Linked DNA regions of Urocitellus parryii: region 2 is linked to region 1. A link is a contact called in public Hi-C data. All regions are on one chromosome and are shown on one strand. The core of a region is the stretch at or near the end of the contact, and the rest is flanking DNA. Distances in the headings are between cores, read along the strand shown.

The links. A called contact is a pair of places that touch in the nucleus more often than the background predicts.
Region 2: a contact with region 1 is called in a Hi-C map of muscle, with 2.6 times the contacts expected there. The contact joins the promoter of Pabpc1 here to the promoter of Znf706 in region 1. A contact is called at or near these places in 2 of 2 Hi-C or Micro-C datasets (liver and muscle).

The regions. Positions count from the first base shown.
Region 1 is chr7:35,563,815-35,569,883 of mUroPar1.hap1, reverse strand. It overlaps Znf706 (zinc finger protein 706), which reads right to left and starts at 3,460. Exons shown (of 4, transcript XM_077800865.1): 1 at 3,353-3,460.
Region 2 is chr7:35,946,351-35,952,419 of mUroPar1.hap1, reverse strand. It overlaps Pabpc1 (poly(A) binding protein cytoplasmic 1), which reads right to left and starts at 2,836. Exons shown (of 15, transcript XM_026383066.2): 1 at 2,144-2,836. The coding sequence starts at 2,336.

The DNA of each region.
Region 1 (6,069 bases), core at 2,211-4,710:
GCAAAGGAGGCTGGGATATGAAGCTGTGCTTGAGCATCACCCTAACCTGTGCGAGGTCCTGGGTTCCAAACCTAGCACTGTTGGGGCCAGAGCAGGCTTTAAAGTGAAAGAGGTGACATTGGGGTTTATGGAGCAATGATTTGGGAAGAGAGGACAAGAGAGGAAATGATGAGGTGCTAAAAATGTTCTGTGGGGCTGGGGATGTGGCTCAAGCGGTAGCGCGCTCGCCTGGCATGCGAGCGGCCCGGGTTCGATCCTCAGCACCACATACAAACAAAGATGTTGTGTCTGCCGATAACTAAAAAATAAATATTAAAAAATTCTCTCTCTCTAAAAAAAAAAAAAGTTCTGTATCTTGAACCAGGTAATGGTTACACAGTATGTTTTTTGTAAAAATTTATTGAGCTATATACCTAAGATTGTTCACTTTATATAATCTTCAAAGCTTTCCCAAAAAGTTTAGCTTCCCCTTAACATTTATTTGGTTACTTTGCAAAGTAACTTTCCCTTTCTGGTATTTACAGTTGTAATTTGCAATTCTTAACTGTTTAAGACAAATAAGAGCTGTTAACTAGTCCTTCTAAAGGAGACTATGCTTCCAAAGAGGAATTATTCTCTTAAATACCTAGGTTTCATGAAATTACTGTGCCATTCTAATTTTTCCTAAATGGTCATTATGAGATTTAATTAGTTCCCAGTTGAGAGAATGAACCTGGTTTAAGGGTAGGGACACCCTTACAAAGTTGAAAGGTACCACTTTTTTTTTTTGTTATTGGTGGTCAAAAGTGAACATATGTGAGTTAATTAAAAATAATTGTCATTGAGAAAAGTTACTTTTACTTTCTCATTAAAATTAAACACTTCTTTTAAACAAGTTAAAAATGTTCAAGAGTGTTGGTTTTCCTGATGGGAACCCTATTAGATAATGATTGTAAGGTCTAAGCATTTCATAGAAACAACTAACTCCCCTCCCCGCCTCCAAAAAAGGGGATGTAGGGACACAATAAGTAAATATACTGATTGGGCAAGTTCCCACTAGCATTGTGAATTTAAAGTCATAATTTCAGAAGAGGATCAATGCTTTTCTTTTTTTCTTCTTCAAAGCCAGCTGAAGATCTTACTAATTATAAAAATGTTTAGTATGCTAGCTTAATACCAGAACCCAATTCCTACCAAATAATGGTGACTACTTCCAGCTGTTAGTCCCTACAACTATGCTTCAATTGTTTATTAAACCTTATTAATTTTAAGCCAAATGCATTATTTTTTCAAAAGAATACTTAAAGTATATTCAGATGAGAGCAGTAAGGTGTTCAATCTTTATGTACACCAATGTTTTGTAACATTCTTAATGTCTCAGTATCAGAACCTATGTTAGAATACTCCAGTTATCTCTTTTATCTTAATCTTAACTCTTACACATAATGTATTTTATGTATGTTAATACACTGCTTCTGTGGATAAAATTGTTTTAAACAATTCTTAACAATTAAAATCCTAATCGTTAACACTGAAGAAAAATCTTACACAATGGCAGACCACTAATTCCATAAGTTTCCTTGCTATCTAGAAGCTATTAACTATTTTGATGACATGTTCATGCAGTGATCTGTACAATATCATAAGATGAACAAAATAAAACATTATATGACAGATTAACCCATTTTTCATTGCCACCTAGCAACAGTAACAAAAAGTCATAAGAACTTTAACAAAAAAGGTAGTTGTCGTTTGTTCTTATTTTTGAGACAGAAAACTAGGCAAAAGAAATTTTATCAAACAGGCTAACAGCATGGGGTAGGCCCCTAACTTCTGACAGCACACTGCATTGATTTCCTTTCTGAAAGCCAAAATGCAAACGAACAAACCACCTGCTTTTGGAAAGCTCAACTTAAGATTTGTTCTCAAACCAATCGAATTTTCTGCAAAATCTATGCATAACTTCTCCCTGATTAAATAAGACAAATGGAAGGGCAAGAAATCGTTTACAAATAACCTAAAAGCTGGTTTTTAATGTAACTCTTATTTAGTGTGCTTTTCCGAGGGGACTGCAAAAAGGGAAGTGTAGAACGGACGAGTTCTTTCAAAATGAGGAGCTTTCGCAGGAGGCAACAAGTAAGCCCTGTTCCAAAGATCCTTTTAAAAGCAAACCAAGAACTATGAAAAAGATTTTGGATTCAGGAAGTAGGCTGATTATCCGTAACCATCTGAAAGGAAGAGGCCCAGGCAGTAGTGCTCAACATCCTGACCCTAGCTTTTTAAACTACATCCATCTGGGGAGAAGGGCGGGAGAAATCACCAGAGTAAGGGCGCCTTCACTCAACACTCCAACAACCCAGCTGCAGCCTGCAGCACCTTTCACAGGTCTTCTCCCGCCTCAGTGAGCCCCCTCCTCCTTCCAGCCACCAAAGACCACATAACCCTCACCTACCCGCCAGTCCTCAAGGACCCTGGCCCGAGATTTGTCAGCTGGAGGCCTTGGTTGTACGAAACCCGGCCCCTAGGGTCGCCGAGAGCCCGGCCTCGAGATACCGACCAGCTGCTGTCGCCAGCGGGTAAAGTTACCGCTGCTCCCGCGGCCGGCCTGCGACCCGGCCACCTGCAGGGCCTGGCAGGCACCCGAGCTTCCCCTCCTTTCCGGGGCCCGCGCCGGGACGGGCCCCGCCGCCTCCCGGGAGGCCGGTGCCCCCGCGACCCACGGTCCCAGCCGCCCCTCGCCGGCTTCCCCCACCCTGATTCCCGGGCGTCCTGCGGCGTCAGCGCCGCCCCTGCCGCCGCTCACCCGGGCCGGGACAGTCTTGCGTCGGAGAGACCGCGCAGCGCGAGAGGGCCAGGGAAAGTCGCGGAGGGAAGGAAGGGGGAGCGCGCCCAGCACCGCTTCGGCCTCCTCCACCCGCCAAAGAGGGGAAAGAGGAGAGCCGGGAACACAACAGCCCGCGCCTCGCACACCCGCCGCCGCGCGCGCCCGAAGCCGCCTGAGCCTTAGGCAGGCCACTCGGCCTCGTGCCCGCGCACGCCGCGCCGCGCTCCCAGTCACCCCAGCGCCGCCAGCGCCTCGCGGCCCCGCCCCCTCGCCTTCCTGCGGCGGCCTCCCGCTCCACCCCTCTCGCACGCCTGCACCCTTCCGGTCGCGAGGGCCAATGGCAGCGCGCCCCTATTACATAAGCGCGAGGGGCGGGGCCTCGCGGAAGCTAACTGCAGGGGATGTCGCCTGCTGTCCCTAGGCGCTCCTCTCTTCCCGCGTGCTCTTTCTGGGCGGCTTCTACTCCTGGCCCTGGCAGCCACGTGATTTGGGTCCTGTCCTGGGACGGGGCCGCGGCGTGTTTCGCAAGTCTCCCACCCGCTCACTCACTCGGCCAGCAGCCCGGCCTCGGCCCCCGCGTCCCTTCTCACGCGCCTTCCCGTCTGGCGTGCCCGACTCGGTTGCACCCTTCCGTGCACCAGTTGAGGTGCCTGCCCGGGGCGGGCCCCGCAGAAGAGCGCCGGGGCCGCGCCGCATAGGGCACCCACCCGGACACCCTCCACCCGCGGCCCCCGTCTTTCGTAAGGCCGGGGCCGGACGGCCTTTTACGGGTACGCGCCGCCTTTGTTCTCTCACAGTCGCCTTTTACCTCATTCCCATGGAAACCCCCAGTATTTTTACCAACCTGGGGCTTTTAGTGAGTTCGAGATTTAAGACTGACTGCCGCGTTAAAAATTGCTAGCCAGGCCTCCTTGGCCGATTTAGACTGATTCCTAAAATTTACTGAGTAGCTAATTTGGAGTGGGGGGAGAGTAGAGAGGAAAGTTCACCCGCCCCCGCCCTGATTTACAAGCAATGACAGTACATTTCGAATATCTTATTGGTAGCAATTGTAATTATTTACATCTGCTGATGATCAGAAATGGCATTTTTGAAATGTTGCGTTAGTCTTAACCCTTTACCATTTTGGTTTCTAATTAGATTCATTAATAAGCCTCCCCCCAAAGGAAGCTTTTGCTTTTGATGTTCTCACTTGGTCCCTAGTCTTGAGTCTCCCAAATATGTCAGTGATTAGGAAATGTTAGTTGAATAACAATATATTATAAATTACCTGGAATGGGATATAGATGCCACAGACTTGTTTAAACTAGCCAGGAAGGAATTAGTTGCCTATTGAATTTTAAGTGGATAAAATACTGAATGAAATAAGGTATGCAGTGATCTTGAATGTGCAGTCCTCTCTGCTCATCCTTTCAGCCTCTCTCCCTCACTTTTCACACTCTCCCGTTATTGGCTGTAAATTATTCGTTTTAGTTTTGTTAATATCTTTCTGTTTCTAAGTTGTAAATCCATTTTCATCACCATATGCCCAGTGACTAGCAGTGTGGTTAAACATGTAGGCATTGAATAAATGGATTTTAATTGAATGGATTATGTCATATCATGAAGCTATAGCTTAGTCATTAGTCACCATAATCTCAATCTTTGTTTTGATCCTACTAATTGAGGGATGGGTTACTTGGAGGACCTAGAGATAGGAAATCATGAATAACAGTGGACAGTGGAAAGGGACAGTGAAATCTGGCTGGCATATATGCCTTAATTTCTAATTTATCTCTGGCATGTAGGTTAATATCTAAATGTAGTGAACTATTCAACTTGAGGGTTTATTAGAGAGCAAAAGGGACAATTCTGTTAATTAGATGACTCCTGTTTTAAAGTGGGATTAATATGTCATTTTTTTTAAACCATGGCCAAGATGAAGTAGTCAGAAAAGTTAGTGTTTAAGTTATATCTCCTTTGAGAACTTAGTACAAGTTATAGACTTTGCCTCCAGAAAGTTCATGTACATGTAAATATACATTAAAACTTACCCCTATAGGTGGGGTTTCAGATACTTGGGTTGGATGATGCTTTGTTTTGGGAGTCTGTTCTGGGTATGGTTGCATGTTTAGCAACATCCCTACTTTCTACCCACTGGATGCTGGTATCATCCCATCTTCAGTTGTGACTAAAAATATGTCTTTAGATGTTTTCAAATGTTCTCTAGGGTTAGAATTTCCCCTGGTTGAGAACCACTGCCTAGAGGATATGGTACTTTATATGATGGATAGAAATGGGTAAGATTTGACATCTGTGAAGTGATGAATGGTAAATGAAAGGCAGATGAATTAGCATTACTACAAGTTGATGTCCTTCCTGCTTATGTTGTCCTGCTTATGTTATAGAAATGTGATAGCAAATGGAATATGAATGCCTTAGGAGATTTTTGTACACGTTTCTGGTTTTAATTGTGAGTGCCACAGTACTTCTAACTGGTTTTTCTCTTCTGCCTTTATATAATTACTCTAAGTTATTGAGCAATAAGCACTTGCTTAGTTTCTGTCCATAATCAAAATCAGATTAAAATGCTTCTCTAAAGACCTGAAAGATTGCTTTATTTATTTGTATTCATGTAGAATTTTCTGAGGTAAAAGAGCTGGTGAGGAATCAATATATCATTTTCCAAGTAAACATATTCTGAATGACTTTTTCTAATTTATCTTTGGCATGTAGGTTAATATCTAAATGTAGTGAGCTATTCAACTTGAGGGTTTATTAGAGAGCAAAAGGGACAAGGTCCTGTCCCTATAGAGCCTTCTGTCAATAAGTACAATAAGCTCAAAAACATTTCCTTTGTTAGTTACTTCTCTTCTACTAAGCTTCTGTTTGCTGAGATAAATTTCTTGGGCTGCAACCGTGGGGCTGGGTCCTCTTGTCTTCTCTGTGCTCTTTTCCCTCAAAGAATCTTAATTGTTGTGGCTTTAAATACCAAACTTAAGATGACTCCCAACATTTCTGCCTGTAGTTCTTCTGGGTTCCCTATTGATATATCCAAGTGCCTAGTGCTCATCTCCACTTTGATGTTTTATAGACATTTCACATCTAATACCACATTGTATTGAATCTAAGAAGATGCTGATTGTAAGTCACATGTATGTCCATTAAAATTAAAAAAACTAAACTATAATACTAAAACACTGTAGGTTTCAGAGAAGTCAACGTAGGTTTAAAAACTGATGTGATTTATTGGAATAGCATCCATAAGAATAAAATAATTAGATATG
Region 2 (6,069 bases), core at 1,587-4,086, 380 kb before region 1:
ATCTACAATAGATACAACTCACTTTTAACACTTTCTTGACACACAAAATTAACTTTATCTTAGCCTCTGGTTTATTTAACAAGTGACAATTTACTCAAGTTTTTCTGTATAGTGCTAGAAAATTTGAAAATCTATCCTACAATTAATTTTGGAATCTGTGAAAGCTTGTATGTGCACTTCTACCCATTAAAGAAACACTAAAAACTAAATAGAAAAACATAACTTAGGTAAAAAGACTAATCTCTATAAAAATAGTCCATTTGAAGCATTGAAACAACTTGACAAATTCCATGCTAACGTTAACGTAAAGTTATTGATGGGACAAAATTTCCAGCAACTTTCTATAAATAAAAGTTCCAGCTTCTAGAATATCCTGATAATCAGCTGTCAGCTCATTATCAATTGACCACACCTACTCAGCTCCCCCAGTTTTTTTTTTTTTTTAGCTGACTGTGCTTGAGAGTCTTTTGAATGAGTCACCTCTTCCTGTTAAATGGAATACTGGTCACTTTCTGAGGCTATTCCATCAGTGCAGCAATATTTCTTTTTTTTAAAGGAAATAGAAAAACTACTTGGAAAGATGATAAATTGTACCTATACAAATCCCAAGAAATAAAAAAAATAGATTTTTGGGATTTAAAAGTGTGACACTTAAAAAAAAAAAAAACTTTCAAGTTACCATGTTTCTAGAATTCATCTATTTATTTTTTACCAAGTTTTTATGTTGTGATTACTTGCTGCAAAAGGTATCTTCCCTAATCTTATATCCAGTGATATATACTACTCAGACTTCAGAACTGTTATGAAGTGATACTTGAAGTGACTGTCTGCAGAGCAAAAGGGCAGGAAAACTGCAGTGCAGTTCTACAACAACTTCTGGTTCCTTGTCACTCAATATTCCGCCTTACCCAAAATCTCAGTATAAACGCTGTCTATTGAAAAACTCATTAACTAATTGAACTTAAGTTTATTTCTATAAATGAAAATAAATATGGAGGGGGCATAATTGGGTCAGATATAAAACTCTTGGTCAGACCCTACCTTTATCAAAATTTGTTAACTCTTTTTAACTTTAAAATAAAAATACAAAACTATTTCCATCTATTCTGTATCCAATCATTTCAAGATTCACGACACTCTGGATCATTTTAAAAATAAAAAGAAACTTGAACTATTTGAGTTAATGGTCAGTCCCCCATATTACACTAATGAGTGCCATTTACAGCCAAAACTAGCTAATATATCTAAAGAAAAACTCCTTAAAACCACAGGAGCTATTTCAGGAAAAAGAAAAAAAAATCACGTACATATATGCACAGAACACATTACCAGTACTATAAACTAAGGACCAATTTGATAAAACTGACCTAAATTGTCTGGGAAACTGTCATTTAAAAGATTTTCTTCCATATCCCCTCCTCCCATCACCCTACATTTAGTGCAAGAAAAATGCTTGTCTAGGGGAAAACCCCAAATTCATGTCCCACTGGTCATTTGCGTTTCATCAATCACTAAATCCTTTAAAAAAAAAAAACAAAAAACCACAAACCTGAGGACCACCACCACACATTACCTTATTAACTTTATTCTAAGGCCTTGTGGTCGTCCCCTGCCAACCCTAGCTATTGGACCAGTAGCAGAACAGGCCTTGGGCCTGTGAGGTTACAGGGTTCAACACGTGGTATTTTTCGAGCACTGAATTGCACTTCCTTCAGAGACCCGGGCGCCGGCCAGAGCCCTGGGTGGTGTCAGCGCCTACACCTACTCCCTCAGAAAGGTGCTCAGCGACCCGCACCCCAGAATCCCGCGGTTACTGGCGGGAGCGCAGTAGAAGAAGCGTATTTCTCCCACCCCCCTGGCGCGTCATCACCCTAAAGTTTGAGAGCGGCTGAAGACGAGAAAATGGTCGCAAAGGAGGAAGTGGCCGGGCATGCAAGGGGCGTGCGGCTGCCGGCTGCCCCCGGGCAGAGTAACGTGGCTCCGGGAGACACAGTCAGGGGTGCCCGCGCCCGAGCGTCTCCCCTCCGGTCCTCGGGGACTGACATGCCTTCCTGCTCCCCTCCCCGAGCCCGCCGGCCTAGCCACCCGCCTCCTTCCGAGCCTCATGGCCGCCCGCCCGCCGCCCTCCGGGCCTCGCTCTCACCGTCCGCCGGCTGCTGGAAGTTCACATACGCGTAGCCCAAGGAGCGGCGGGTGATCATGTCCCTGCAGACCCGGATGGAGAGGATGGGCCCGGCCGGGCTGAACTTCTCGTAGAGCATCGCCTCGGTCACGTCGGGGTGTAGGTCCCCCACGTAGAGCGAGGCCATGGGGTAGCTGGGGGCGCTGGGGTTCATCTCGGCACGGCTGCCCGCAGGGCCACAGGCCGCGACCTTTCCGTGAGAGGAGGAGAGCGAGTGCTGGGGCCGGGGGCCGGAGCCGGGGGGAGGGGAGCGGGGGCAAGCGCAGAGGGACAAAAATCAACCGGAATCGAAAACTACTCAACGGCCGCAGAACGGGGTCGATCAGCTGCCGCGGGCGGAGGGCTGCGGGCTGGGAGCGAGGCTGGCGGTGTCGGGTCCGGGCGGCGGGAAGGCCTCGGTCTCTTGGTTCCTTCTTGGAGCTGCTGCGGGGCCGCGGGCGGGCGGGTCGGTCTCGGCTGCTTCACCGGGTTATTTTATAAAAGAGGAAGAAAAAAAATAAAAGTCTCCGGCGGGGGAGACGCGGATTTTTTGTAAATTTTTTTTGGGTTTTTTAAAAGATTTTTTTAGATTTTTTTTGGATTTTTTAATAATAAATGTGTGTTCCGAGCCCGGAGCACACACTCCGCACTCTCAGCACTAACCGCCGGGGAGAAGGGGAAGCACCGCCTCCTGCACCCTCTACTTATACCCCCCGCCGCACTCGCCCCGCCCCCGCGCGTCTGACGCCAGGGCCCTACGCGAGCGTCGGCGCCGGAGGAGGAGGAGAAAAGGAGGCGAGGGGGCGGAGGGAAGAGAAAACAGGAGGAGGAAAAAGCAGAGAGGAAGGGAGAGGTGGCGGCGGCGGCTGCTGCGGGTGTGGGGGTGGGGCTAGGGCGGAGGGGCGGGGTTTCTGCGCACGCGCCGCGTCCGGGGGCGGGGCCACGCTGCGTAGGGCCGTGGGGGAGGGGAGGGCCGCTCGCGGGCGGTCCTCGGAGGAGTCGCTGGGACGGCCCCTCTTCGCGCACACCCCGCCCCCACCTCCACCGGGAGGAGCGTTAACCCGTCACCGCGGCGGTGGGCGGTGCGCGGGGCTTCCGGGTTCCTCAGCGCCAACCTCCCCCCACGTGCGCGGTCGACAGGGCCTTCTTCCCGCCGCTGCCACCCGGCTCCACTCGCTCGGATCCCGAGGGAGGCTGGGCACCAGTGGGCCGGTGTGATCCCCTGCAGGCCCAGTTTCCGAAACGTGCGTGGAGGGAGCCGGGGTGGCTGTCCCTTTCTCCTACCCGGACCGCACTACGAGTCCCAGCGGGCAGCGCCGCCGCGCGCGTCGGCAGCAGAAGCGATGCCTGCTGGGAGCTGGAGTTCCCAACGGCCGCGACGCTCGCTGACCCCAACTGGCCACGGGTGCGGGCCGCCGGCTCGGGGACCCCAACCGTCCGGGGCGCTGGATCCTTGTCGTCGCCCTGCGGCACGCCCTAGAGGAGGGGGAGGGGGTTCCTCGTCTTTCTTGTCCTCTGGTCTCGGACCCCAGTTCTCCGACTGCCCACTGGATGCTGTTTGTTCATCAGAGTGGTTTTAATTTGGGAAAATTGCGTTGGGAGACTTTGGTCGCTTAATACTTTAAGGTGCTCTGTTGAAATCATTGAGTCGTGCTGATTTTGCCAGACATTTCTGTGTAGTGGAAAATAGGAATCGAGAAGTCTGTTTTTCCTTAAAATTATGAGTTTCTCACAATCACTTGTATAGGCACCAAAGTCCTGCAACCAGACATAATTAGGAATAATCCAAACTACTACAATTATAATACATGTTTAAAACAATTTTGTACATTAGTTATAGGCTTTAATAGAAATGCTAAATATAATTAATTGACAGTCATAATAGTGCTAGCTTTAGGAATTACATTAAGTCAACACATAAATTCCACTTTAAAATAGTAATGTGCTTTTACAGTTTTTAAAGCCCTTGCATAAACATCCAATCACTTGACAGCAATCTTGTGTGGGAGGTGGAATAAGTAGTAATAAATTTATTTTACTGTTAGGAGAACTGTCTCAAGTTAAATGATTGCTCAATTTATTCTTTAATTCGATAAACGATAATGCATTCGTACTATTATTGCCTGGTATGGACCACACACTTTGTTCTCATTTAAATTAGAATGTAAACCAACAGAATCCTCTAAGTGCTATTTTTCTCTTATCTTGGAAGAGGATAATATTTTTGAAAAAACATGTTACCCCATGTGCTTTACAAGGCAAAACAGCAAAACTTGGGACTGTACTTTAGAAAGACACCCATTACTAAACAATAAGCCACTGTTCAGTCTTTCAGAACTCTGTGGTTAAAATCAATCCGTCAGTATATTCGTCAAATACCATCAAGTGGAGAGTACTGTGTTTTTAAGAAAGATGACAGACCTAAACAAATTTTTGTCCTCATGAGGTAACTATATAAACATTAAAATCAGTGCATTTATCAGGTTGCGTCAATTTTCTGTTAAGTTCTAAATTGGTTTTCTTCAAAATAAAACGTTGAAAATTCCATGATTATGGTTTAAAAGAAAGCATGAATTCATTTTAGTATTTTTGTTATGTTACCGAACTGAGGCAATATTAAAAGCTAAAAGGGTAAAGGGAATCACCTCCAATAACTTGGCAAGATTATGCCAAAAATTAAAGCTGCCAAAACCATACATAATTAATTACTAAAGATATATCCAAACACAATGGCCTACATCTTAATTCCAGCTACTCAGGAGGCTGAGGCAGGAAGATTACAAGTTCCAGGCCAACCTGGGCAGGCCTGCCTAAACCTCCTGAGTTCCTGGGATTACAGGCATGCACCACTGTGTGGATTTGGAACATTTTTCCATAGAGCAAGAGTTTGGCAAGCACTGTCTAGGGTGGGTTGAATACTCTAGTCATCAGAGTGTCTTCCCTCAGGTTTCACCAGAGCCTGGATTAAATAACTGTTGTAAGACTTCTTTGTTATAAATCCATTTTGTACAAACAAACTTCCAATTGATAAATCCAATTAATAATTCAGCCTCCAGGGCAGTTTGGTAGGAAATAGAGGCCCTGCGGGTTGATAGAAACATTCTAGTCATTAGAAAGACATATTGTTTCTTTCTAAATTAATACTTTGGGAAGGGAGCTGGTCCACAGGATTATTTAGCTGCTGTGGTTCTTGACATTTAGTGGATGCTATTGTTATATTTTAGGAAGGTACAGTTTAGTATGTGCAAGTGAAGCTAGAGGCAGAATTCATCCCTTTAGGAAAAGAGCTGGTAGAATCAGGAGAGGGAGTAAGAGCCCATCCCAGGTGGGATTTGGAACTAGAACCAAGGACCTGTTCCTTTGATCTATCAATCATTCTTCTCACCTCCATCCAGCACCTCTCTCTCATATTAGAAACTTGTCTTGTGGATCAGAAAGAAAACAAACCTTTCTTTACTAACATGTTCCTCTTTCATTCACTGTCTTTAACAGCCACATTTTTAAAAAATTTCTACTCTCCTGTCTTTTCTTGATTCCTCAACCTACTATAATATGGCTTCCTTTACCTCCACTCCATCCACCCATCAATAGCCACCAATGATCTTGTTTCTGTTTGAGAAATCCTGTGGACTTTATTCAGGTTCATTTTACCTAATGTTTGTAGAATTTGCCCCTGTTTTCTTCCATTCTTTTTAATACATTCTCTTGGCTTCTGGGTTCTGTCTAACTCATGAAATGCTCATTTCTAGTAACTTTTCCCTGACCACCAGATTGCGCTGAGTACTCTTCCTGTGGACTTTACTCTGACTACTCCTCTGCCACAACATTTACTATATGACATTAAAATAAAATGTTCATGAGCTGCCTCCTAAAATAAGTTGTAAGCCCCATAAAAGAGTCTATGTCAT